Regions from separate parts of the Mus musculus genome. Here regions 1, 2, 3, 5 and 6 are each linked to region 4. The links are chromatin contacts, called in public HiChIP or PLAC-seq and promoter capture Hi-C maps. All regions are on one chromosome and are shown on one strand. The core of a region is the stretch at or near the end of the contact, and the rest is flanking DNA. Distances in the headings are between cores, read along the strand shown. Region 1 holds the start of Adamtsl2 (ADAMTS-like 2). Region 2 holds the start of Slc2a6 (solute carrier family 2 (facilitated glucose transporter), member 6). Region 3 holds the start of Brd3 (bromodomain containing 3). Region 4 holds the start of Ralgds (ral guanine nucleotide dissociation stimulator). Region 5 holds the start of Dipk1b (divergent protein kinase domain 1B). Region 6 holds the start of Vav2 (vav 2 oncogene).

Evidence for each region. Promoter capture Hi-C pulls out the DNA fragments that hold promoters and counts their contacts. HiChIP or PLAC-seq counts read pairs in DNA pulled down with a chosen protein or histone mark.
Region 1: a promoter capture Hi-C map of liver shows a contact between it and region 4, with 5 times the contacts expected there. The contact joins the promoter of Adamtsl2 here to the promoter of Ralgds in region 4. A contact is called at or near these places in 1 of 39 promoter capture datasets (liver) and 1 of 115 datasets of contacts at active chromatin or transcription factors (pancreatic cancer cells).
Region 2: an H3K27ac HiChIP or PLAC-seq map of bone marrow-derived dendritic cells shows a contact between it and region 4, with 6 times the contacts expected there. The contact joins the promoter of Slc2a6 here to the promoter of Ralgds in region 4. A contact is called at or near these places in 2 of 39 promoter capture datasets (hippocampal neurons and liver), 1 of 484 Hi-C or Micro-C datasets (B cells) and 3 of 115 datasets of contacts at active chromatin or transcription factors (astrocytes, bone marrow-derived dendritic cells and pancreatic cancer cells).
Region 3: an H3K4me3 HiChIP or PLAC-seq map of forebrain shows a contact between it and region 4, with 8 times the contacts expected there. The contact joins the promoter of Brd3 here to the promoter of Ralgds in region 4. A contact is called at or near these places in 4 of 115 datasets of contacts at active chromatin or transcription factors (astrocytes, embryonic forebrain, forebrain and 1 more).
Region 5: a contact with region 4 is called in a promoter capture Hi-C map of liver, with 5 times the contacts expected there. The contact joins the promoter of Dipk1b here to the promoter of Ralgds in region 4. A contact is called at or near these places in 2 of 39 promoter capture datasets (hippocampal neurons and liver) and 1 of 115 datasets of contacts at active chromatin or transcription factors (astrocytes).
Region 6: a contact with region 4 is called in an HNF4G HiChIP or PLAC-seq map of pancreatic cancer cells. The contact joins the promoter of Vav2 here to the promoter of Ralgds in region 4. A contact is called at or near these places in 2 of 39 promoter capture datasets (hippocampal neurons and liver), 3 of 484 Hi-C or Micro-C datasets (B cells, embryonic stem cells and uterus), 2 of 115 datasets of contacts at active chromatin or transcription factors (astrocytes and pancreatic cancer cells) and 1 of 9 other capture datasets (macrophages).

The regions. Positions count from the first base shown.
Region 1 is chr2:27,077,311-27,081,252 of GRCm38.p6, reverse strand. It overlaps Adamtsl2 (ADAMTS-like 2), which reads right to left and starts at 1,874. Exons shown (of 19, transcript NM_029981.2): 1 at 1,680-1,874.
Region 2 is chr2:27,026,278-27,030,231 of GRCm38.p6, reverse strand. It overlaps Slc2a6 (solute carrier family 2 (facilitated glucose transporter), member 6), which reads left to right and starts at 2,234. Exons shown (of 10, transcript NM_172659.2): 1 at 2,234-2,415; 2 at 2,929-3,091. The coding sequence starts at 2,327.
Region 3 is chr2:27,473,299-27,476,963 of GRCm38.p6, reverse strand. Brd3 (bromodomain containing 3) reads left to right here and starts at 1,291. Exons shown (of 12, transcript NM_001113573.1): 1 at 1,291-1,387.
Region 4 is chr2:28,530,972-28,534,881 of GRCm38.p6, reverse strand. Ralgds (ral guanine nucleotide dissociation stimulator) reads right to left here and starts at 1,418. Exons shown (of 18, transcript NM_001145835.1): 1 at 1,149-1,418. The coding sequence starts at 1,331.
Region 5 is chr2:26,626,655-26,630,377 of GRCm38.p6, reverse strand. It overlaps Dipk1b (divergent protein kinase domain 1B), which reads right to left and starts at 1,921. Exons shown (of 5, transcript NM_019833.3): 1 at 1,679-1,921. The coding sequence starts at 1,741.
Region 6 is chr2:27,425,956-27,429,569 of GRCm38.p6, reverse strand. It overlaps Vav2 (vav 2 oncogene), which reads left to right and starts at 1,962. Exons shown (of 28, transcript NM_009500.2): 1 at 1,962-3,294. The coding sequence starts at 3,091.

The DNA.
Region 1 (3,942 bases), core at 625-3,124, 1.5 Mb after region 4:
CCTTCCCTTCCCAGAGGAATCCTCACAGCCAGGTATCCAGCAATCTGGTCCTCAGGTGCAACACAGCTCAGGGGTCTGGGCCCTCCTCTCTCTCTTTTTTATTAGATATTTTCTTTATTTACATTTCAAATGCTATCCTGAAAGTCCCCTATACCCTCCCCCCCACCGCCCTGCTCCCCTATCCACCCACTCCTACTTCTTGGCCCTGGCATTCCCCTGTACTGGGCATATAAAGTTTGCAAGACCAAGGGGCCTCTCTTCCCAATGATGGCCAACTAGGCCATCTTCTGCTACATATGCAGCTAGAGACATGAGCTCCGGGGTACTGGTTAGTTCATATTGTTGTTCCACCTATAGGGTTGCAGACCCCTTCAGCTCCTTGGGTACTTTCTCTAGCTTCTCCATTAGGGGCCCTGTGTTCCATCCTATAGATGACTGTGAGCATCCACTTCTGTATTTGCCAGGCACTGGCATAGCCTCATACAAGACAGCTATAACAGGGTCCCTTCAGCAAAATTTTGCTGGCATATGCAATATTGTCTGGGTTTGGTGGCTGATTATGGGATGGATCCCCGGGTGGGGTAGTCTCTGGATGGTAAGTCTCCATCCTTTCGTCTTAGCTCCAAACTTTGTCTCAGGGCCCTTCTCTCTTGAGAGAACAGAGATATGGAGGAGGGGCAGAAGGAGGTACAGCCTGCACCTGGCTCCTGATTCCCTTCCAACAAAACAGCCCCTCAAACCCAAACACCCACCAAGGGTTACGGTGAATCAAATCAAGAGAGCTTCCAGCCTTGCTGCTCCAACTCTCAGAATGGCTGCTGCGCACCTCAATTTAAACCCTGTCCTAGAAAGGAAGCTAATGTAGCTTGTCCCAGGTGGGTGTCATCTGCTGGTGAGTTAGACAATGGGCTTCAGAAAAAAGAGGCAGCTTGCCCAAAGCCACACAACAAGGTAGCCTACTGCCCCCTCCCCCACCACACACACACACACACACCACAGAGCAAACTTAGGGACTCAGTCGCACCCAGCAATTCCAGGGGAAGAAAGTCTGGAAATGGTCAGCACCCTCGAAGCCCTGATACCAACTGTCCTACTGTCCTACTGTCCTTCTGTCCTTCTCCCTCTCCCTTTTTTTCTCCCTCCCTCCCTCCTTCTCCTGCAGGTGTCCAGGAGCTTGGTCAGCATCACCCTTACGTCCACCCACCCCCGACACTGAAGGTCTCCATCTGAGTCCCTATTTTCACTCCAGCACAGAGTCCCCATCTCACACAGTCCCATTAGCCTCCATGGCTCCCCAGTCCCTGCTGCTGCCAAAGACAGGTGCCCAGTCAGCCTCACACTTGGTTTTCATTAAGGCTCCCAGACACTGCTGGATTCCAGCCAAGTCCAGCTCAAACAGGATCCATCTCTCCCTAGGGTCCAAAACCTTCAACAGGCCCACCACAGCATGGCTTTGCAGACCAGACAGCAACTGCTAGTACCAAGGTTGTTGCCTCAGGACCACCCTGCCACTGTGTGGCATAGGTTGTTCCCCCCTTTCTCTGTGGTTGAATACCCTCACCAGGGGCTGGGACATCCCCCGGCCCCCATTCTGAACAGCTTGGCTGGTCTGGGATAAGCTACATCTCACACCTCCCAAAGACCACAGTATGAGCAGGGACAAGTATGTAGTGGCCTACCTCACCCAGGGTCAGCAGGTTGTCCTCCTTTTAGAGAAAAGGGTGAGAGCTACTGCCAGGTGCACGGTGCAGGAAGGTGAGTGCAGAGATGTGCGGGCTCTGCCTGTCTCTGGTCCTGCTTCCCCAGCTGCCTCCCTCTCCCACTTCAAAGAGCATTCAAGGGAGGGGGTTCCCAGGAGGGGCTCTCAGCCCAGTGGCTGCTCTGTGGCCGCAGCTGCCTTTATAGCTGTCAGGCAGACGGGGAGGAACTCACACTTCCCACCGCTGCTCCCCCGCCCAGCCTGCTGGCGGCTGGCCGGGCGCACACTTTAACCCGCTCTGCTCCTCTGGAGTATGGCCAGGCTGTCCAGCTGCCTGCTGGCTGCTGCTGCCACAGTCCAGGATCAGTGAGTGAGCCTGAGACTGGCTTGCCTAGGTCCAGAGTGACTGACCCTAATGGATCAATTAGCCTGAGGTCATGTGGAGGGAGGTTGGCAGTGGTGGAGCGGAGCCCCCTTGACCCACCCATCTAACTTCAGCTTCCAGAGAAGGCTGGAAACCATGTGATGTCCAGGCTTTCGGCTCCTGTTCACAGGGAAGACACAGAGGTCCAGACATTGCACGGGTGCAGGCCACCCTCCGTCCTTGGAAAACAGACCTGAACAACGGAGGAACTGAGATACATCCAGAGATCAACCAACCAATGGCTCCAGGGAGAGGAAGAGGTGGCTACAGCCTATCGACCAGATGTCTAGGAAGATCGTCGGCACGGGGTATTCTGCAGATGTTTGGTACCAGCTTGGCTGGACCCCACAGCAGCTGGGCAGCTATTGGCAAGCAAGCAGGACTCAAGAGCTCTGTCCCTGCTGAGCTAGAGCTGAAGTCTTATGAATCCAAGAGGACTTTGGATGATGAGATGTCTGCTCTGACATTTCCTGCTCTCTGAAGCACCCCGTCCTGGAAAACAGGCACCTTCAAATGCTAAGTGATTCTGAAACAACATCCCACAAGCTGGCTGAGCCATTTCATCCATGCCTCTGTCCCTGTAGTGGGGACTGGAAGTCCTCTCCTTTTCTCTGTCCCTCCCTCTTGTCCCTCCCTCTGTGCTAGATGATAAGCTTCTTCAGCTGCCTCTTTGGGCTGCTAAGAGTGATACCCTGGGGGAAGTCTTGTGTCTGACCACCAGACCGCAGCCAAGAACAAAGCAACCAGCAAAAACCAATCAGCACCCAGCCTCTCTGTGAGGCTTGAGTCAGGTGACAAGCATCTTCATCATCTGTACTTTACCGAGGAGAAACTGAGGCTGGGAAGTGGAGTGGTCTGCTAAAGCCACCAGTCAAAGTTGTGACAGATACAGGTTGCGGCGCTGCTCTGCCACACACCCTCTCCTTCTGCCTGGTTCTTCAAAGATGCTGGCTGGCTCTCCCAGCTTAGACTGCGACAGGGGGCAGAGGGTCAGCTCTCACTCTGCCGGTGTTCAGTAGTGACTGACCTTAAGGTATTCAGCTTCTGTTCTCTGTCACCCTGACCTCCCATGACCCTTATCCAGGCTCACACTGCCCCCCTGGGGCCAATAAGAAGAAGCACAGACATTCTACAACCTGACACACAGCACACACACACACATGCATGTACATGTGCACAGGATCTCACTGGCAGACCCAGATCAGATCTCCCTTATTCTGGAAGCCTCTGCCACTTCTCCTCCACCCTGGCTGACTACCAGACCCTGTACACCCTGGAGCCGACCCAAGATCTCCTGGCACTTCTGGCTTCCACATGCTCCAGCGCCGGGGTGACTAACAGTTTCCCTTGGGAGGGACCCCACAGCCAACTGACATGCCCACTCGGCATCTTCCTTTGGCCTGGCCACTTGGAAGACAGACCTGTGGAGATGTATCGTTGCCTTTGTGATGCCCACGAGTGTGTGACTCTCTAGGTACTGGCTTCCTGCATTAGCTATGCCTTCATTTCCCTATGGAAGATCCTTAGGAACTTCCATATCCAAGACTCCCTGGCAGTCATAACTACTTGGTCCACAATGGGCTGAGGATTTCAGAGAGATTGAAAAAGACTAAACTCCACCCCCCAACCAGGTTCCTCCCCTACCCTGCATCTTCAGAGTGTTCCCTCATACCGATGAGGGTGGATACTCAACTGTCAAGTGCCCTGAACCAAAGCTGTATAGCATTAAACAATAAAATGTCATGATGTGCCAGGAGAAGTGTACTGATGAGAAAGTTTTGTCCTGCTTTCTGAGTGGGGACATTTTGTGCTGAGTCTC
Region 2 (3,954 bases), core at 985-3,484, 1.5 Mb after region 4:
TGTCAAAGGCTTCACCCTCCTACATCACATCCCACAGACAAGGACCACATGGGAGCATGGGAAAGAAACATGGTAAGACACAGGGAACTTGCCTTGCCAGCAGAATATAGTGACCCGCTCTGTCCTGGGCTGGTGAGATGGCTCAGTGGGTAAAGATGCTTGCTACCTAAACTAGACAATCTGAGTCCAGCTTCTGGGACCACAGGGTAGAAGAAGAGAACTGATTATCTCCAGTTGTTCACTTATGTCTTCTCTCTCTATGGTACTCACTCTCTCTCTCTCTCTCTCTCTCACACACACACACACACACACACACACACACACACACACACACACATAAACAAACAAAATGTAGTAAAATATATTTTCAAAAAAGGTCCTTAAATAATCCCTGGCAGGCCACCAGGGAATATAGTAAATTCCAGGTCACCCATAGCTAAATAGAGAGACCTTCCCCTCCGCCCCCATTTTTTTTTTTAAATTTTTTAAGGAGCAACTATGACATTTCCTTAAAAGCTGCATTGCCAGGACACAGGAAGTGGGATACAGAACTGATTGTGTGAGAGATGTCCTCAAAGGCCACCAAGATTGCATGTCTGACTACCTACCTAACAACCCCAAGTATTTAGTGGTCTAAGGCAGGAGTATTGAAAGGCCAGTCTGGACAACCTGGTGAAACTTATCTCAGAGTAAGATAGGGCTGTGGCTCAGTTAATGTAGTGCCTGCCTGGGTCCAATCCCTAGCACAGAATGAATCCAGGGCTGCAGTCCCAATTGGAGGTGGAGGCCAGAGGATAAAATTAAAGTGGGTGGCTACCTAGAAAGTTTGATGCCAGCTTGGAATACATCAGACCCTGTCTCAAATGACAAAGGAGTGGAAGGGGCCTGAAGAGATGGTTCAGCGGTTACAAGACCAGGTCCTATATGCTCTGGCTCCCATTACTATTTGGTGACTGACCGGCCTGTAACTCCAGCTCCTACAAGTCCATCATTTCAGCTTCAGGAGCACAGACTCACAGACAGACATAAAATTTAAAAATTATATATCTTAAGTTTTTCACATGTTTGGGTGTTTTGTCTGTACCACATAAAAGCTGATGCCAAAAGGCACCAATTGTCCTGGAAATGGAGGTAAGAGGAGGGTTGTGTGCCAACCCGTGGGGCTGGGAAATCAAACCTGAGTCCTTGCAAGAGCAGCCAGTGCTCTCAGGCTCCCAAAATTATGTATAACACACACACACACACACACACACACACACACACTCAGCTTGGATGTGAAGTGGAACACCACTCACTGAAAGTTCACCTCCCCACTAAGTAACAGACAGGCAAGGCAAACACAGGAAGGAAAGACGTCCAGCCAGGGTGGGTCGCAGCAGTTTTGTGGTCTCTACTGTCCTCTCTAGAAGTGTTTCTAAAGGGGAACTGAGACTTCTACAACACCCTTTACTGTTTTAATAGCCTGGTAACAAAGGGTCAGTTTATAAATGTGAACAGGAAGTAAGTCCACTCCTGTGACTGAAAAAGTCCAAAGACACAGATAGGCATCTTGATTGTGGCTTTTTCCACCTCCTAGAGAAGTTTCTGTTTCGTTTTTTTTGGTCATTTTATACCATTACTGGAATGATTTTGAACAGTGCAAGCTATTTGGACAACCAGGAAATCCCAGAGATCAGGAATGTAGCTCAGAGACAGATTGCTTGCTAGCAGAGAGAAGCCTTGGGGTTTGTCCACAGCTATGGGGTGAGACACCGCAGGGCACCTGCTGGAGTTACCCCTAATTGTTTCTGCTCCACCCTCCTCCTACTTACTGTACACACCCAAAGTAGTGATTCATTGGAGTCAACTAGGGTTAGGAGGCGAGAAGTGAAGTGGCAGGTGTAGAAGTGACATCTATGTGACGGGAGAGGGCACAGAACAGGGCCAAGCAAGGCAATAATAAAAAAATATATAATAATAACAATCCTCCGTGTGACCTTGGCAAGCTTACGACTCTCTGGGCTTCTCCTCCATAAAGCCAGACCCAGCCATGGAGCAGTCCACGCTCTTAGCCTGGCGAAAGGGTGCTCAGGCGGCCCTGCCCTAGAAGCGGGTTTCCCCGGCAGAATCCAGCGCCTCAAGGCGCACGCGATGGGACACGCCCGGGAGCCCGATCGCACCCTGCATCCGAGGCGTGCGGCTGTCTCATTGGACAGCACGGCTCTGCAGGGCCGCCCTGCAGCCAATCGCATCTGTAGGGCGGAGCTTCGCCTGCTGTGCTGAGGGCTCAGGCAGATGCTTTAGCTCTGCAGTGGAGTCCCGCTGTATCTGACCATCCGCGCTGGCCATGCAGGAACCCCTGCTAAGAACCGAGGGACTCGACTATGATACCTTCCCCGAGGTGCCCGCGACTCCTGGAGAGAGAGAACGAGCCGGGTGAGAGTCTCAGGGTGTGGGCATGGGAGGTTGGGATGGCCTTATCTCCAGCAGACGATACACATCTTGGGCCATTACTGACTTCTGGTGAGTGGCCACCAAGAGTCATCTGACTCTTTCTTACCGCATGCTCGCAAGTCCTATTTAAAGAACTGGACCACCATAAAGAAGAGAGCCTCCAAAGGAATACTGGGTGGGATCCCCACCTGCCACAGGGGGAGGACATGGGTCTTGCCTAAGATCACAGAACAAGCTTTGAGCATCACAACAGGAGGCAAAAACCACAATTTCTTTTCTGGAGAAAACGGGCACCAGCCCCAGCCGACAGCCTGGGGATTTCCCAGAGCTGCTGCTAAGGCCTGAAGACAACTTGACTGGCCCTGGACCCAGGCCTCTCCTGGTTATCTGCCGAGCTGGATGGTCATGGGCTCGGGGAAGGCAGCAGTCTGGGAACTCAGGGTCCATTTAAAGGACTTGTCCTTGGTCCTTTGGTTCTACCCCATCCCCCACCAGGGCCTTGAAAAACAGAAGGGTGTTCCTGGCTACCTTCGCCGCTGTGCTGGGCAATTTCAGCTTTGGGTATGCCTTGGTCTACACATCTCCAGTCATCCCTGAACTGAAGCTCTCTTCTGACCCAGCACTACACCTGGACAAAATCCAGGCATCCTGGTTTGGGGTGAGGCCTGTTCTCTAAATCAGATGGGGTAGTGGAGGGAGCATGGGCCCACTCAACCTGCTTACCACAGGGAACTAAAATCACCTAGCCTTGGAACCTCCCCTAGAGCACCGGTATCTCTCCCTAACACGCATTCCCGTCTGCTAGCGGTGATGGCAAGTGACATGAGGAAGTGACATCCTGCAGAGATGTGGGCCAGGGCTGAGGGGAAGATTTCCCAACCCCATACCCAAAGCCAGGCTGCCACAGCAGAGCTGACATCCTCCTGGGTGCCTGGAGGCAGTCACACCAGATGCTAGCGGGATGAGAGGTGCCATATGGACAAGGACAGAACGTGGCTAAACAGAGCCCAGGAGCCCAAGACTTTAACGTTAGAATGTCAGTAGACCCTGAGTTAGGACTGCGACTTGACAGCAAAGCTGGAAAGATTTGGGGTCTCCTGAGCATTTCAAATGGGGTGGGAATGTGCAAGGCGCACAGCACATGCTGAGCACATGCTAGACACTTCGTGAAATATCTTCACCCCTGAGGTTAACTATGTTTTTCCCATAACGCAACTAAGAAACTGAGGCCACACTGTGTGCCCTGGTCCCACTGCTCATGAGTGGCAGACTCCAGCCAAATTCTTTATTCCTCAACAACTCCAATGACCCCCAAATCTTAAAGTCCCAGGCCTACAAGTCATAGGGTTCTCTTTGGTAGTGTGTGAGCCATAGAAAATGCCTTTAACTTCAGCACTTGGGAGGCTGAAGGAGGAAGATCATGTTCTTGAGGCCTGCTTGGGCTCAAAAAAATATTGGACACTCCTGGACAGAGCCACTGTAGACAGGCGCCCCCTCTCCTCAAAGCACCTCTGGAGTAGA
Region 3 (3,665 bases), core at 42-2,541, 1.1 Mb after region 4:
CACCCATGCTGTAGACCAAAGAGGAGACAAGAAGAGCCTGGAGAGGCTCCAGCTTGTCCTCAAATCTCTTCCAAGGACCCTGGGCTTGGAGCTTGGGACCTCTGAGACCAAGGATGTCACTTTGCCTTCTTGAGCCTTTTTCATTTTCAGGTACAGAACATATTCGTTGTGTATGTGTGTGTATGTGTGTGTGTACGTGTGTGTGTGTGTGTGTGTGTGTGTGTGTGTCTGGTATTTAATACCATAACCACCTGTGCATTTCTTGCATGCAGCAAAGTGCCCGCTCAGCCAGAAATAAACTCAGTGACACCAGGATCTTGGAATAGGTCCAGCTCACAGCAGAATTGGAACCCTGCATTGGCAGGCAGGTTCAGCGGGCACTGATGGAAAAACTTGTTTTGTTTGTAACGTTTTTGTTGGGGTCTATCACACACCCACCTTAAATTACAACTGGATAAAAACTGACTAACGTAGGCACCATTGTAATTTTCACCAAAACCAAGATCTGAAGTGTGACCCCGTCCTAACCCTTTCAAAACGCAGAAAAAGGGCGGGACTTAATCTCATTCCTGTCTTTCCATAGGCACATGGGGACACACTGAGACTCCAGAGAGGGAAAGTTGGCTGGCACAGCCTGAAGCATCCCTTACTGGTGTCTAGCTTTGGAGAATCCGCCTTTTTCCGGCACCACCAGCCAGGTCTCTTACGGAGTCCCCAGGTCTTCAACCCGCCCCAGGATTTTGGGGCGGGATTGATCGCGACTCCTCCCTGGCAAGGACCGCCCTGCGCGCGCCCTCGCCAGGCTAATTAGGCGCGCGGTTTGTTTACAAACATGGGCTGGGGCCGGTGCGCGCCTCCCTGCTTGTGAGCATTCGGGGTTTGAGGGAGGCCTCGGGGTACCCGGGTAGTGACCCCAGGGTGCTAACTGCGTTCCCGCCTTTCCCACGTTTTCCTAGGCTTCTGGAAATCCGCCCACCAGTTCTTATTCCCTGCGTGTGGCTGAGAACGCTAAAGTGAAGGCGCGCGGGCGGGCCAAGGTTCCAGCGTCGCCTCGGGTCCTGGCGGGCAACCTCCCAGCCCCGCCCCCACGCGCCCCTAGGCCGGGCCCGCTGGCGGCCAGGGCGGCCGGGCGGGCGGCCGGGGGCGCGCGGGGCGGGGCACGGCGTGGCGCCGGCGGGGCCGGGACATGTAGTCCGTGCGCCTCGGCCTCCCCTGGGCGGCCCTGGCGCGAGCCCGGGCGCGGACTACGACTCCCGCCAGGCGCCGCGGCGTAGCGCATGAGCCCTGTACAGCTCCGGCGCGTCTATTATGCTGCCGGGGCCGGCGAGCCAAAGAGGAGCCGGCCGCGCGGGCCGGGAGCAGACGGCGCTGGAGCCGCCTAGGCCAAGTACGCCTTTTTCTCGTTTCCTTGTACACTCTGGGCGGCGGCGGCGGTGGCGGTGGCGGCGGCGGACTTGGCTGAGAGAACACGGCCCGGAACGCATGGTGCAGGCCTCCCGCGCGTCTCGAAGCCCGGAGCCCGGGGCCGCCGCCTTTGTGCGCGGCCGCGATGCAACAAAGCGGGGCGGCCGCCTGCCCGGGGTCGCAGCGACTGCGCGGGCTCCGCTGCCCTCCGCCTTGCGCTGTGCGCCCGCGGCTTGCCGGTCGCCTCGGGCCGGACTGGGAGGCGTCGCCTTGGTCGGAGCGCCCAGCCTGGACTTGGCACAGCCCGCGCTCTCTGCGCCAGCCCTCCCTCACGGAAGGGATTTTTTTTTCCTTTCCCCTTTTCCTCTGCCCGCCATCTTCCGAAGGGGACTGCCTGGAGGATGCGCGGCGCGGGAAGGTGCGCGCGGTGTGCCCAGGGTCGCTCCGGCGCCACTTAGGGCGGATCGTCGCAGGGCAGGCCAGGCTGGGCCTGGACACCGCTGGAGCCTTGCAAGTGGGGCAGCCGCGGCGTGGCTTGGGGGGCGGCGGCTGCATTTGCAGAGTTATGGCCCGGGAGACGACTTTGCGCGCTTACGAGTTACTGGATTATTGCAGCCAGGCCAGGAGGAAACCCAGTTCATGTTTTGAAATCAGCCTAAACGAGTACTTAATCCGGGCGAGGTCGATTCGGATTGAGGTGGAAGGGGTGGGGTGCACGTCTTTTTCTTACTTCGTGTATAACACGCAAGCTAGTTGGGTGAGGAATGCGCACCCCAAAGCCTCTCGTATGTAAGGTTCTTGAGGATTCCCGGTGAAAAATCCTGGCGGCTTGGGGAAGTTCTCTCCACCAGTTGCTGCGACGGGGGCAGGGCTAACGAGGAAGCCATAAACAGTCTTCTTGCCCTGGGGCGGCGGGGGGGGGGCGGTAAGGAGCGGGAAGGGGGCTCACTGGGAGCCGGGGCATACCTTTTGTGAGTTCATACTTTAGGGCTCAATTTTAAGGCTCTGCCCTTTGCAATTTTGATTAAGAGCTTTCTGCCAGAAATAAGTGCACAGCTGTTGTTTCTCTACCTTAAACTTCTTAACTGTATAAGTTTGTGTCTCTGAGGTCATTCTTGTGTTCTTCAGTGGCTAACATGGGACTGGGTGCAGGAAGAGAAATGAGTGAAGGAATTGAAGGGCTCAGGTCCTGTCCCCCTTAACCCATGAGGACAAGCTGGTTGTTGTGTCGTCCATCCCCCCCCCCTTTTGTTTTGCACTTTCTTAGTGGTGTGCATTACTGGGGGTGGGGGTGCCCCTGAAGAGATCTGAGATCTCTGCTGTGCTGCTTGAAGTGAGTTTCTCACAGGCTTTCCAGGGTCCAGGAAAGGAAGGACTCCAAGGATCAAGCCCCAAGCCCCAGTGACCTTTTTTGAGTGGCCCTGAGTGTGGCCTCTCATTCGCAAATAGAGGCCTGTTTGCTGTTTGTTCTGTTGGAGGCCTTGATGTGCACTGTTGGCTGTAGATCATGAGAGGTGAGGTACAAGCTTGACAGTTCAGGAGGTGGGGGTAATTTCTTCCTGACCTTGCTTATAAACTCCGGGTCCACTGCTTTAGCAAGACACCAGGAATCTGTGGCGATCCAGACCTAGCCCCACATCCGGGGAATTCAGGAGAAAGGCATTAAAAAGCTTTTGTAGGGTGGATGACCAGGGGGTGTGCCAGTTCGTTCATTTCCCTACCTATATATCTATTTACTTTATTTATTTTACTTTTAGGAGATGCCAGGTTTACTTTCACAAAGAGTAACTGCTTTCTTTCCACAGTGCAGTATCCTGTTTTGGAAATGAGCTTTGAATGAGGGATGGAGCTTGTAAAAGTGTCCTCCCTCCCTTAGATGGTGAAAATGGGGGGGAGTGCTGAAAGGAAAGGCCCTGCCTGGCTTGCCTCTACTCCGGCTTCTGTAAGCCTGGAGCTGTGCCCCCAGGGGCTCTCAGGGTTACCTTGTCCACTTCCTGGTTTACTGTGTCACAGCCTTCCCAGGGGAGGGTGGCCCAAGGTCACAAGTGTTACCCACTGTTCAGATAAGTGCTGGTTATCCAGATCTCACCTTAGAAGGAAGAGCCGCGGGGAACTATGAGTGGGAAAACAGGATCCAGTGGAGACCTCCACAATTCAGAAGGTAATAGGAAGTTAAGAAAGCAGTACTCCTTCCCAGGGGACAGCCTTGAAGCTTGTGGCGTCCTTACAAAGCTATCCCCTGCACCTGGGGGCTGCTGTTT
Region 4 (3,910 bases), core at 169-2,668:
TTCCCTCTGATTTCTAAACGGTGACCAGGCTGCATGACAACACAGAGGCCTGGAGAGAGGGCAGCAGAGGAGGCACAGATAGCAGCAACCCATGCAGGAACAGAACCTTTCAACAGCCCTGCCACAAAGGGTCCTTAGGGATGTAGCCAGACAGAGTCAGAGAGAAGCTTGACACCCCCCTCCAGGAGTGATCAGGCTAGGCCCTTCCAGCACACAAAGCCGGAGACTCTGCCAGACATAATGAAAGCCAGATGAGTGCAGGGCTGGTGGTGGGCCGCCCACCACCAAGCTCCCCGGAGTCCCTCCCCAGCCGCCTCCAGGATGAGACCACTGGGTGAATGAGCAGCCTGGCTTGGGACACCTGCCAAGCACAAGAGGCCTCCTAGGCCTGGGGGCCCCATGACCAGAAGTTCCCGAGTATGCTTTGTCTGAGCCTTCTCTAGGCAGAGCAGGATGCAGGGCTGCCTTGGGATTCCACTACCCCTGGGGCATGGTGGCAGGTGTACACTAAGGTGAAAGGAAGAGGGCACTGCTGGGTGTCCCTGCCCAGGACACTAGAAACAAGCTCCTACCCACATTCACTATTCCCACCACCCACACATAAGGGCATGGTCTCTGAATCTTCCAGCCCATCCCACTCCCTTCCTGCCACTGCCTCCTCTGAACAGCCTCGATGTTCCCGGGTCATTAGACCTATGTCTGACTCAGTGATGGGTATTCAAAGGCCCCTGAGGTCCCACTCACCTCTGGGGAGTTTAGGGCTGTGCCACCACAACCACTTGCTGGCCCACTATATTGTGGCCTCCTCGTGTCACGCGCCCCATTGACAAGGGTTTGAAATGAGGATAGGCCCTCGTGGTTGGAGCATTCACACACCACAGGCGTGTAAATAGTGACAGCATGGAGGGGCTTAAAGGTTTGACTGACTGCAGTAATTGGGGTTGTCACACCTGTGATGAGTGGGAGCAGGTACTGGGATGAATTGAGGGGGCACGGGAATTCAGCTCTGATTCCCCACCTACTGCTGAGGGTGTGCTGGAAGCTGTAATGCCCAACTGGCTGCCCCAGGGCTGATACAGCAGGGGGACTTCTGAGGAAGGAACCCCCCAGCCACACACAATGCTGCAAAGGACGTTGGGCTCACCCACCTCCAGGCGCGGCAGATCAGGGTCGAGCTGCGTGAAGCTGTGCAGCACCACTGGGCAGCTGTCGGGGACGCCCACCTCCAGGCGCACGGCGTCCCACACGCTGCGGCTGCGCCGGGAACCGGGAAACAACGGCTCGGTGCCCCCTATGGGCCCGGCCGCCTCAGCCCACATGCGCTGCACCATGGACGACTCACGGTGGCGCGGGTGGCCGGCGGGCCGCGAGACCCGGGGCAGCGCGGGGCGCAGGGCCGGCGCGGCTCCGCGCTGCCTGCGCTCTGCGCCAGAGGCCGGGCCTCGCTGATGTCAGCTGGGGGCGTGGGCTGCTGGGGGAGTGGTTTCAGAGGGGGCGTGGGCCTCCTCTAGTTGGCAGGCCTGGTGGACAGCGCTTGCATACACAGTCTATGTATTGTGTGGGCGGCCCGTGATGCTGTTTTGCTGAAATCAGATCCACTTCCCGGGAATTCCAGTTACAACACCCCCTAGCTCTGTAGCCTCAGTTTCTTCACCTGGAAAGTATGGGTAATGAAAATGACTTCCTCCAAGAGTGTGACTGGGAGGATGTCAATGAGGTCACTGACTATGTGCTCATATATTAGAGTATGGGGAAGGGTGACCCTGAGGATTGATTGGGCTCAGTGTCCACAGGGCGTTGGCATCCAGTCCAAGCTCCATTGGGAGAGGGATGCTTCCAGCCTCAGCTCCAGTCACCACAGTCATGCACAAACTAGACAAACCTACTATGCAAAAGCAATGCTGGTTACCACTAGGTGAGGTGGCGTACTTTTAAAGGCTTGTTTATTTTATTGTATGTGTACTGTTATTTGCCATGCATGTGTGTACATTGCAGACATGGTAGACGCTGATGCCTGAGGGGAACAAACTGTGAATGCTGGGCCATCTCTCCCGCCACAAGGCCTAAATTTTCTTTGAAATTTTTAATTGTCAGAAAGTATTTTTATGAACAGGCTCCAGTGAATATGATTTAAGAAAAAGATAGGCAGATTTGGCTAGGTGTGGAGATCCCCTAAGGCTGCTCAGAAGCCCGGGCTCTGCCCTATCTCCAGGAAGTCCAGGCGTGTGGGGGTATATCACAGGAAGGCAGTGGCTCCCACACATTCTGTAGGCTTTTCCCCAGCCCCATTCCTGGGCCAAGGACCCGGCAGCAGCTCAGCTTTGTTTCCTGACCCTGCTGCTCTCTCCTATTCTGGCTTTCTTTTTCTAAGGGCCACTTCTCTCTGATACTTAGTCCCCAGGCGTCAACCCTGCGGGCAGGCCGTCGGCAGGCAGGCTGCCTCCAGACACACTAATTGCAGGGATGGACGGTGGCAGAGGTGAGGTTCCATCATCTACTCTGCTTTTCTGGTTGCTGTCCACCTGTTTTATCAAGTTCCTTTCCTGTCTCGCTCTGCATTTCCCTCCTGGGAAGTCTGTTCATGGATATCACATGCACAGACACAGAAACACAGACACACATATGTGTAGGCAGATACACAGAGACATAAAGCCACACAGACAGACAGACAGACAGACAGACAAGCTCCTCACTCCCATAGGCCAACAGCTCAAGCCTTTTTACTCTGACCCCCTTTCACCAATATAAGTGTCCCCATGTTCCTGCCTGCTGCCCTAGACCCCACAGGGCTCACACCCTCAGCATCCCCAGCACCAGCTGTGACTTTTTAGACACTTCCCAGAAAGCAGAGCCCTCCCCAAGGCCTCCTAAGCATTCCCTCATGATTAGCCCCCAGCCTACAGGGAATATCCTTTATCAAGAGCAGGCCCATCAAAAGAGAGGGGATAAGGACAGCATATGTGGGATAGTGAAGAACGTCTTGCAACCCACACCTAAATCTAACCATCACTTGGGGAACAACAGGAGTCAGAAGGATAGCCTCCACACACCACCAGCCTGCAACCTATGGAAATCCAGCCTATAGGACAGACAGACAAACAGGTTTTGCTTTGCTAACAAATATATGGGGGTGTGGAGGTACACAGAAAGAAGAGATACCAGCCAGTATGTGGGTTTGTGAACCTGATATGAACAAACTGACTGTTGAGTAGCAAGGCGATGCACTCTAGGATACCCAGCAGGATCCTGAAATAAGAGGAACAGTGAACCACAATGGTCAGAGCAATGACCCAGGCAGCCAGGTTGCTCCCTAAGCAAGCACTGTTTGAGTATAGCGGGCAAAGGGATGACTTCACGTGGGAGGCGTGGCGAGGGGAGAAAAGGCTTGATTTCATTATGTTGCTCAGAACAGCAAGAGATCTGATTCTAGAATTTTCCATTTAATATTTTTGGAGCAGGGTCAACCTTAGGTAGCTGAAGACTACCACAAATTGATGGCACGGATGCTGCTGCTCCTCCTCTTCCTCTTCCTTTTTTGTTTTTGAGGCAGGGTTTCTCTGCATAGCCCTAGCTGTCCCGGAACTTGGAGATCCGCCTGCCTTGCCTCTGAGTGCTGGGATTAAAGGTGTGTGCCACCATGCCTGGCTGGACACGGACATCTGGACTTGGACGTTGTTTCTTAGCTGCCACTATGGTGTGGTTACTGTTGAGAGTTATATGGCAGGGTGGGAATTTAGTTCAGTGATGGAGAGCTTGCCCAGCAAGTGTGGGGCCCTGGGCTCCATCCTCAGCATCAAGGGGGAAAAAAAAGGGGGCGTTCTATGGCTGTGCCTGGGATTTTCAGATGAACTGATGTTATTAAAGCCATATTATGCCATATTCCCTACCTTGAGTCTATTTGGGATCTCTC
Region 5 (3,723 bases), core at 672-3,171, 1.9 Mb after region 4:
CTACCTTGAGGGTTTACAAAGTTTACAAAGGAAGTCCATCACAGGAAAAGCTTTCCCGGCCTCTTAAGTGGCCTGAATAACCAACACGGCAACCCTACAGGGGGGACTCTACTGATGTCAAGAATTTCCTGTGGCCTCCTGTCTACCCGCGGCCAGAAAGTCTGAGAATGAAACCAGCTAGCACCCCACTTTTGGATTTGGGAGTCATGCTGAGCTCAAGTTTACCCTAGTTGCCTCCGAGCCAGAACATAAGGAACCTCTACCACAGGAATGATGCTTAGCCCTTCTTCTAGAACATTCTTCCAGAAAGTTCTAGGAGATGGTCCCTATTCCGGGGCATGGCTCTGGGGACTTCTCCTGGGACACTCATGGCTCTGGCACTCAGCTGTTTCTTTCAGATTTGTCCAAAATTAAAACAGGAAGACTGAGAAATTGCAGGGACACTGGCTGTGAGGCCAGATCAAAGGACTCAGCCACACCTAGAGCAAAGGGCCAGGGCCAGGGCCAGGACAGCGGCTGGCCCAGGCTGGCCCAAGTGATGTAGAACTAGAAGCCGCTAGAAACCTGCAGGTCAGAGACCACTCCAGGCAGGCCCTCCCAAGCCACCTTGGCACAGGTGGCTCCCCTAGACTACCTTGGCTAAGCTTTGATGGTTTACCTGGCCTCTGTCTGACGCAGCTCTTCTCCAGGATCCCTGAGTCTTTGCTCACCCCGGGGCGGGACTCACCACAGTGGTACTCAAAAGCTCGCACAGATTTCTGCCACTCAGTGGGGAACAAGTTGGCAAGCCCTGGGCCCATAATTTTCGAGGCTGAACAGTCCAGCTCCAGAAAAGTCACATGGAAGGTGGGAAGGTCATTACAGGGATAGTAACTGCACAGCAAACTCCCTGCCCAGGAAACCCGGGCCAGGTGGCAGGTGCCCTAGTGTTTCCCACGCAGGAAACTGAGGCTTGGGGCAGGAAGGGCTCAGCCAGTGGCTCTCTCTGAACCAGCCCCACTGGGAACTGGCCCAAACCCCTCTCCTGCCACTCCTGGGTCCACACATTGCTGAGTCAGGGCCTAGCTTCAGGGCTAGGGGTATGGGTACACCCCATCTCCTGGCACAAGAAGGGTCCCCCATACACCTCAGGTCACGAACCCAACCTAGGCCTGAGCATGGATCACAGCACAAGCTACTGCCTCTGGAAGAGGGCAGACAAGGGCATCTGGGCCTGGAAGAGCTCTGCATCCAACAGGCTTCAGTCCTCATCCTTTATGTAAAACAGTCTAAGGGAGGCCAGGCCCCAGGACAAAGGCATCCTCCAGCATCCTCAGGACGGCCCTTCAGAGAGACCTTGGCTAGACTGGTGAGGGCTGGCTCCTTCCTGTAGGCTCTAAGGACCGTGGCAACCAGCGGCTGGAGCCCAGAGGCCTGACTCCATCACCTCAAAGCATGAGGGGAGGGGCCTCTTCTGCAGACAGGAGCTGGCCCTCCACTGGCCCAAGGTCACCACAGCCCCTGTTTCCAGCTGTCTCAAGAACTGGCCAGGGGCTGGCCAAGTTTGCTATTCCAGAATTTTTTTTTTAAGTTGCGAAGGTTAGAAAGGACTCCGGTGCACCCGCGTGCACCCATCGACCCTCGCCATCCCACGCCCTGCCCCTCCCCGTGTGGTAGCACCTGGCCGGCTGCGGCTTACCTGCAGGCCCTTGGAGAAGGGGCAGAGGAGCACTAGGTGCACCAAGCGCCGCAGCCGCCGCATGATGGGCTCCGGCCCCGGCTGCGGAACCCCGCGGCTGGCTCGGCCTCAGCCCCAGCCCGGCCAGGCCCGCAGCGGCCGCCGCTCGCTCTCCATGCGGGCCGCTCGTCCTCGGCTCGCGTTAAAGGCAAGGCGCGTGCCTTTCTGAGCAAGGACCGCGACGCACGCGCGGGGAGACGGCCTGGAGGAGGGGCGTGCACGCGCGGGAAGATGGACAGAGGGGCGTGCGCGCGCGTGTGGAGACAAACGGAAGGGGCGTGCACGCGCGTGGGAGGACTGGCGCGCGGCCCCGCGGCTAGTCTAGCTCTCCCGCTGGGGACCTACGCCACCCCCCACCCCCCCACCCCCAACCTCCCGAGAGCTCCGGGACCCGCTACGGCAACCCTGTGTGAGCATGAAACACCGGGGCAGGCTGGCGCTGAGGACCTGTAAGGTCCCCGCCTGCGCTTGCGCATTTCTTCCACCTTTTCAAGGGTAAAAGACGTTGATGGATCTGCCCCCATCCCTCCCCAGTATGCAGGTGAGGCTAGTCAGTCCTGAGGCCACCACCTCTGGCACCGAGAGTCTTCAGCCCTTGTTGCACCGGGGCATAGGGAAGGACCCACAGCCCACGCGGTCAGCAACTACTCCTGAGAACCAGTTTCTTCTGATTTCTGCCCATGGACAGACACGCCCCTCTCCTGTGACTCCCATTTAGGGTGATTAGGAAAGCAGCAGCTGACCTTAGTTAGAGGCTTATTGAACTTAGCAGACAATGGCCAGAATGCACCGTCCACCATGCGCATCAGCTGCCCTCAATCCTCACCCACACCTTTCTTAGGGGTTCTATAGCGATGTCATATGCATTCCCAGGGAATACGCCTTCCCCTGTGCCCCAGTGCTGTCCATATATATATGCCTTGCAAAATGATAAAAGACAGCTTTAGTTTAAGGATGTTAATTGCTTCGCAATTAGTGAACCAGGCCAACCTTCTCTTCATAAAAGTGGAGCGAGAGTCCCATGAGCCCAGCTGAAGGGTTTGGATTTATAAGCTAGAAAGGCTGAAGAGAACTAGAGCCAGGAGCAGGTCACAAAACAAATGGAAAATAGCATCAAGTCTGTGTCCCAGAAACCAAGAAGCAGAAGCAGAAAGACCAGCCTGGCCTATGTTTCAAATTCCAGACTAGCCAGAAGCCCAAAGGGAGACCCTGCCTCAAGGAAGGAAAGAAGGAAGGAAGGGAGAGAGGCTGGAAGAAAGGGATGGAAGGAGGGAGGAAGAGAGGAAAGAAGAAAGGAAAGAAAGGAGAGAGGGAGGGAAGGAGGGAGGGAGAAAAGAAGGAAGGAGAAAAAAGAAGGGAAACATGGGATTGTTTCATTATCGCACCAATTATAAACGAGCTGCTTAAGCAGTTTGACTATTTTATTATGTCTTCAATCTTGATTTTGCAGGTCAGATAAACAATGTAGTTTAAGTGTGGTGACGGGAAGGCTGAAAAAAATGACTCAGCAGCTGAAAGCACTTATTGTGAAAACATAAAGATTGAAATTCAAATTTCAGCATCCATGTAGCAGATCGAGCATCCTGCGCACACCTGTAACCCAGGTTACAGGTTGAGTGGAGCCGTTGTAGGATGGTTGCTAGGACTTGCTGGTTCACAGCCTAGCTGAGAAAGCAGCCTGAGGTTCAGGAAGAGACCCTGCCTCAAAGGAAAAGGTGGACAGTGATCGAAGAAAGCACCCAGCACCCACCTCTGCCTTCCATGTGCACACATGATGCACCTCCATTCCCCACGCATGACTCCCCTCCCCTCCCCGACACACACACACACACACACACACACACACACACACAAATAATCAAATCTTTTCATAAGAGAAAACATGAAGCTTGGTGTCACGGACTTGCGGAATGAGTAATTATTTTTATTTTTCAGTCTGGTCTTCTGGGAGTACAATGGCCATCTGTAAGGTCTATAACACATGTGTGTATACATGTTTGTGTGTG
Region 6 (3,614 bases), core at 713-3,212, 1.1 Mb after region 4:
CACACCCGGCTTGCTGTGACCCTTTAATACAACTGTATTGAACACAACCTCATGTTGTGGTGACCTCTAACCATAACATTATTTTTCACTGCAATTATATTATGTTACATCAAAACTAATTTTTGTTACTGTTATGATTCATGATGTAAATATCCGTGTCTTTGAATGGTCTTAGGCAACCTAGCCCCAAGGGGTCCAGACCCACAGGTTGAGAATCGCTGCTGTAAGGGCTAGAGATGGGGCCTCATGCTTGTCAAACAGTGTTCTTTTAAAGAGCCCTAGGCCTAAAGATTTTATCTTTAGAGAGCTGAGTACCACAAAGGGCTTGTTTTGTGCTGTCACAGAGTGACAGGGTTGCATCTAGATTTGGTTCGGTCCTTGCTGGCTGTGGAGGGCAGACTGAAAGGCAAGGTAGAAGCGGGCTGCTGAGGAACCCAAGGGGAGGAACATAGACCTTGGTGGTGGCAGAGCTGGCAGTGCTCAGAATCTGAAACTTGCTGGCAAATTAGAAGTGGGGAGTTAACATCAGAGTCCATAAAAGAATACGCTGTAGCTGACCAGCTCATGACTGGGAAGACAGAGATGTTTAGTTCCGTTATGATGTAGAACTGCCTCTGGACGAGGCCTGGCTCTCCATAGCCATGCTTGCCCCTATCCCGTAAGAGCTCCCAGGAGACCTGCTACCCCTTTCCAGGGGCATTCTTCTCTGAAGCCTCGTGCATGGTTAGTTGGTGGCCCACTTCCCACATCCCAGACATGTGGCTGGGGTTGACAGTTCCTACCTCAGGGTTTCGTCTGCTCAGTTCACTGCAGAGCTCTGGTATTCAGCACAAGTGGCTTTCAGTGGTGCTCATGACCAAAGTGGGGAGGTACACTTCTCTTGGACACTTCCAGAGGGCAATCCTGGTGAACAGTTCTGGGCTGAGAGAATGGGTGAGGAGAAAGATCCCCTTTACCAGTCCTCCGCATGTTTGTTTTGAGCTCGTGAACTCTGACCTACACATGCACAACAGACACCTGGAATACTTCCCACCCAGCTTTTCTTCATTCATCCTTTCTATTATTTCCGAGATGAGTGATGTCCCCACTAGCCAGATAAGGAATTGGGTACCAGAGAGTTCTGCTGGTGCCAGGAGGCCTGGATCTTCTGACTTGGAGGACTGACATGCTAACTCCACTATATGCTCTGCACTACAGCCCCTCAAAGACAGACAGACCCCTCTTTTGTAGCATCTAGGCTGTCAGCTGATGCCATTGCCCTCAAGACCACCAGGGGGCAGCAGACGAACGCTTGATTGGATGGCAAAATTCGTTTGTCCTAGACCTGGTCTTAGCTTCTGATGAGGCAGGAAGGCTGGAGTGCTGGGAGCACAGAGGCCTCTTTTCTGTGAGAGAGCTCCCTGGGTACACACGCCAAGGCATGAATGCAGCAGCATTTAGCAGGGTGCTTTGCTTTCAGCTTTGCAATCTCCTTTCTTTCCTTCTTTCTTTTTCCTCCCTTTGGTGCAGGGTGTTGAATGACTCTTAGGGAGATGCTGGAGGGTCTGCCTGTAGCCCTGTGCTTTGGACGATTTAACCCCCAGTCCGCAGGAGGTCCTTCCCCTGAAGCTATTCAGAGGTGAAGTAGAGGGGCTGAAGGCTCTACCTGGCTTCTCTGCCGGATCTCTAGGATTAGGGTTCATGCTTCCTCCTTAGGTGGGGCAGGTGATGGGACTTCCTGCAGAGAGAGGCCTTTCTGGGAGGGACTTCCCTGGGTGCAGGGGACAGATCTGTCATCCTTCCCTGGCCCAGGTAAACTGAGAGAGGCAGGGGCTGACAGAACACCGCCCACAAAAGCTCGGCTCTTGGAAACTGGTCACTTTCCTCTCTTCTAGCTCCCTTTCATGACACCAGTCTCATAGAAGACTTGGCTTTGTGGGGTTCCCTTCTTCTTTACCAAGAACCCACAGCTCCTGATACTGTCCAGAGCAAATTAATTTTAATCACAAAAATCAGTTATTTATGCTTTTGAAGTCCCTCCCACTGTCACAATGTCCTCAGGACACAACACGGTCTATCTCTCCAGCACCTCCCACTAGACAATCAAGGGGGCTGAAAGTGAAGGATTTTTTTCCCCCTCTCTCCGTTATTGTGGAGGCGGAGTGTCTTGCGGACCCTGGCAAGGACAGAGGACTGGAAGAGGCCATAGGGGCGTAGGGTGTGTAGGCCAGCCTGGTTCGCGTTCTGGGGTCTATCTTTGCCGAAAGACCCTGCAAGGGCACCCAGCGTTACCGCGGTCATCTTCTAGTCTCTTCTGCCGTGCGGCGGCCTCATCGCACCGCAAGAAAGACCTCCAGCCTCCACGTGCACCTAGGGAAAGTCGTGGGCGGGGAGCCTGCTCAGGAGCCCCGCCTTCCTCAACTTTCGCTGGCGGCCCAGGGGCAGGAAGTGGGAGGACGGGTTGGAGGCGGTGCTTGGGTCTCCGGGGAGGTGCCGGGTGAAGGTGCCAGCTCCGCCCCCGGCCCCGCCCGGCCGTGGCCGCGCCCCCTGCACCCCCAGCGCCTAGGAGCCGCGGAGCCTCGGAGTCCCAGTGCCCCGCGAGTGGCGTAGAGCCCGCGGGCCCGGCGAACAAAGCGACGGTGGAGCGAGCAGCTCAGGCGCCGGACGCAGGGAGCGAGCGACCCGCTGCGCCTTTGTCTCGGGTGGGGCAGGAGCGGTGGCCGAAGCGGGGCGCCCGGAGCTCAGAATGCGGCGCCCAGAGGGGCGGATCGAGAAGCGCTGCGACTGCAGGAGGCGTGGAGCCCCGGCCGGAGCACGAGCGGACTTGTGTGTGTGAAAGAGGGACCCCGCACGCTGCCCCGCGAGCGCCGGTTGGCCGCACGTGGGCGGGAGCGGCGGCCGGCTAGTAGCCCGAAGAGGAGGAGGAGGAAGAGGAGGGCCGTGCGGCCGCGCAGCGGGGACCCGGGGCCGCCTGCGCGAAGCCCCGCCCCGGCGGCCGAGCCCCGCGCGGGCGGGCGGGATGCCCCGCGGTCACCGCACTTTGGCCGGAGCGCTACCCTGAGCCAGCTGGCCAGCGGCCGCAGCGGCGAGCGCACAGGCGCCGCGGGCGCCATGGAGCAGTGGCGGCAATGCGGCCGCTGGCTCATCGACTGCAAGGTCCTGCCGCCCAACCACCGCGTCGTGTGGCCCTCGGCGGTGGTCTTCGACCTGGCGCAGGCGCTGCGCGACGGCGTCCTTCTGTGCCAGCTGCTGCACAACCTCTCCCCCGGTTCCATCGACCTTAAGGACATCAACTTCCGGCCGCAGATGTCCCAGGTGAGGGTCCCGGCACTGCAGGAGGGACTCGGGTGTGCGATCTGAGGGGCGCATTGACTGGAGCGTGGGCCGCGGGAGGCCCAGGTTCTCTGGCCGGAGCTTCTGGCTCAGGGGTCAGTGCAGAGCAGGTCACATCCCGGTCTCCTCTTCCCGCTCTAGAGAGCGGCGGTCCCCGAAGGCGCGAAGTTGGCTAAAGTCCCCCAGTCTAGGGCGCGCTACCACCGCCGCGGGAACGGTTTGTGTGCGCCGGCTCCCCAGTCTACGGCTGCCTGGTGGAGGGCGACTCCAGCCTCGGTGTAACGCCCAGCACTGCAGTGTTG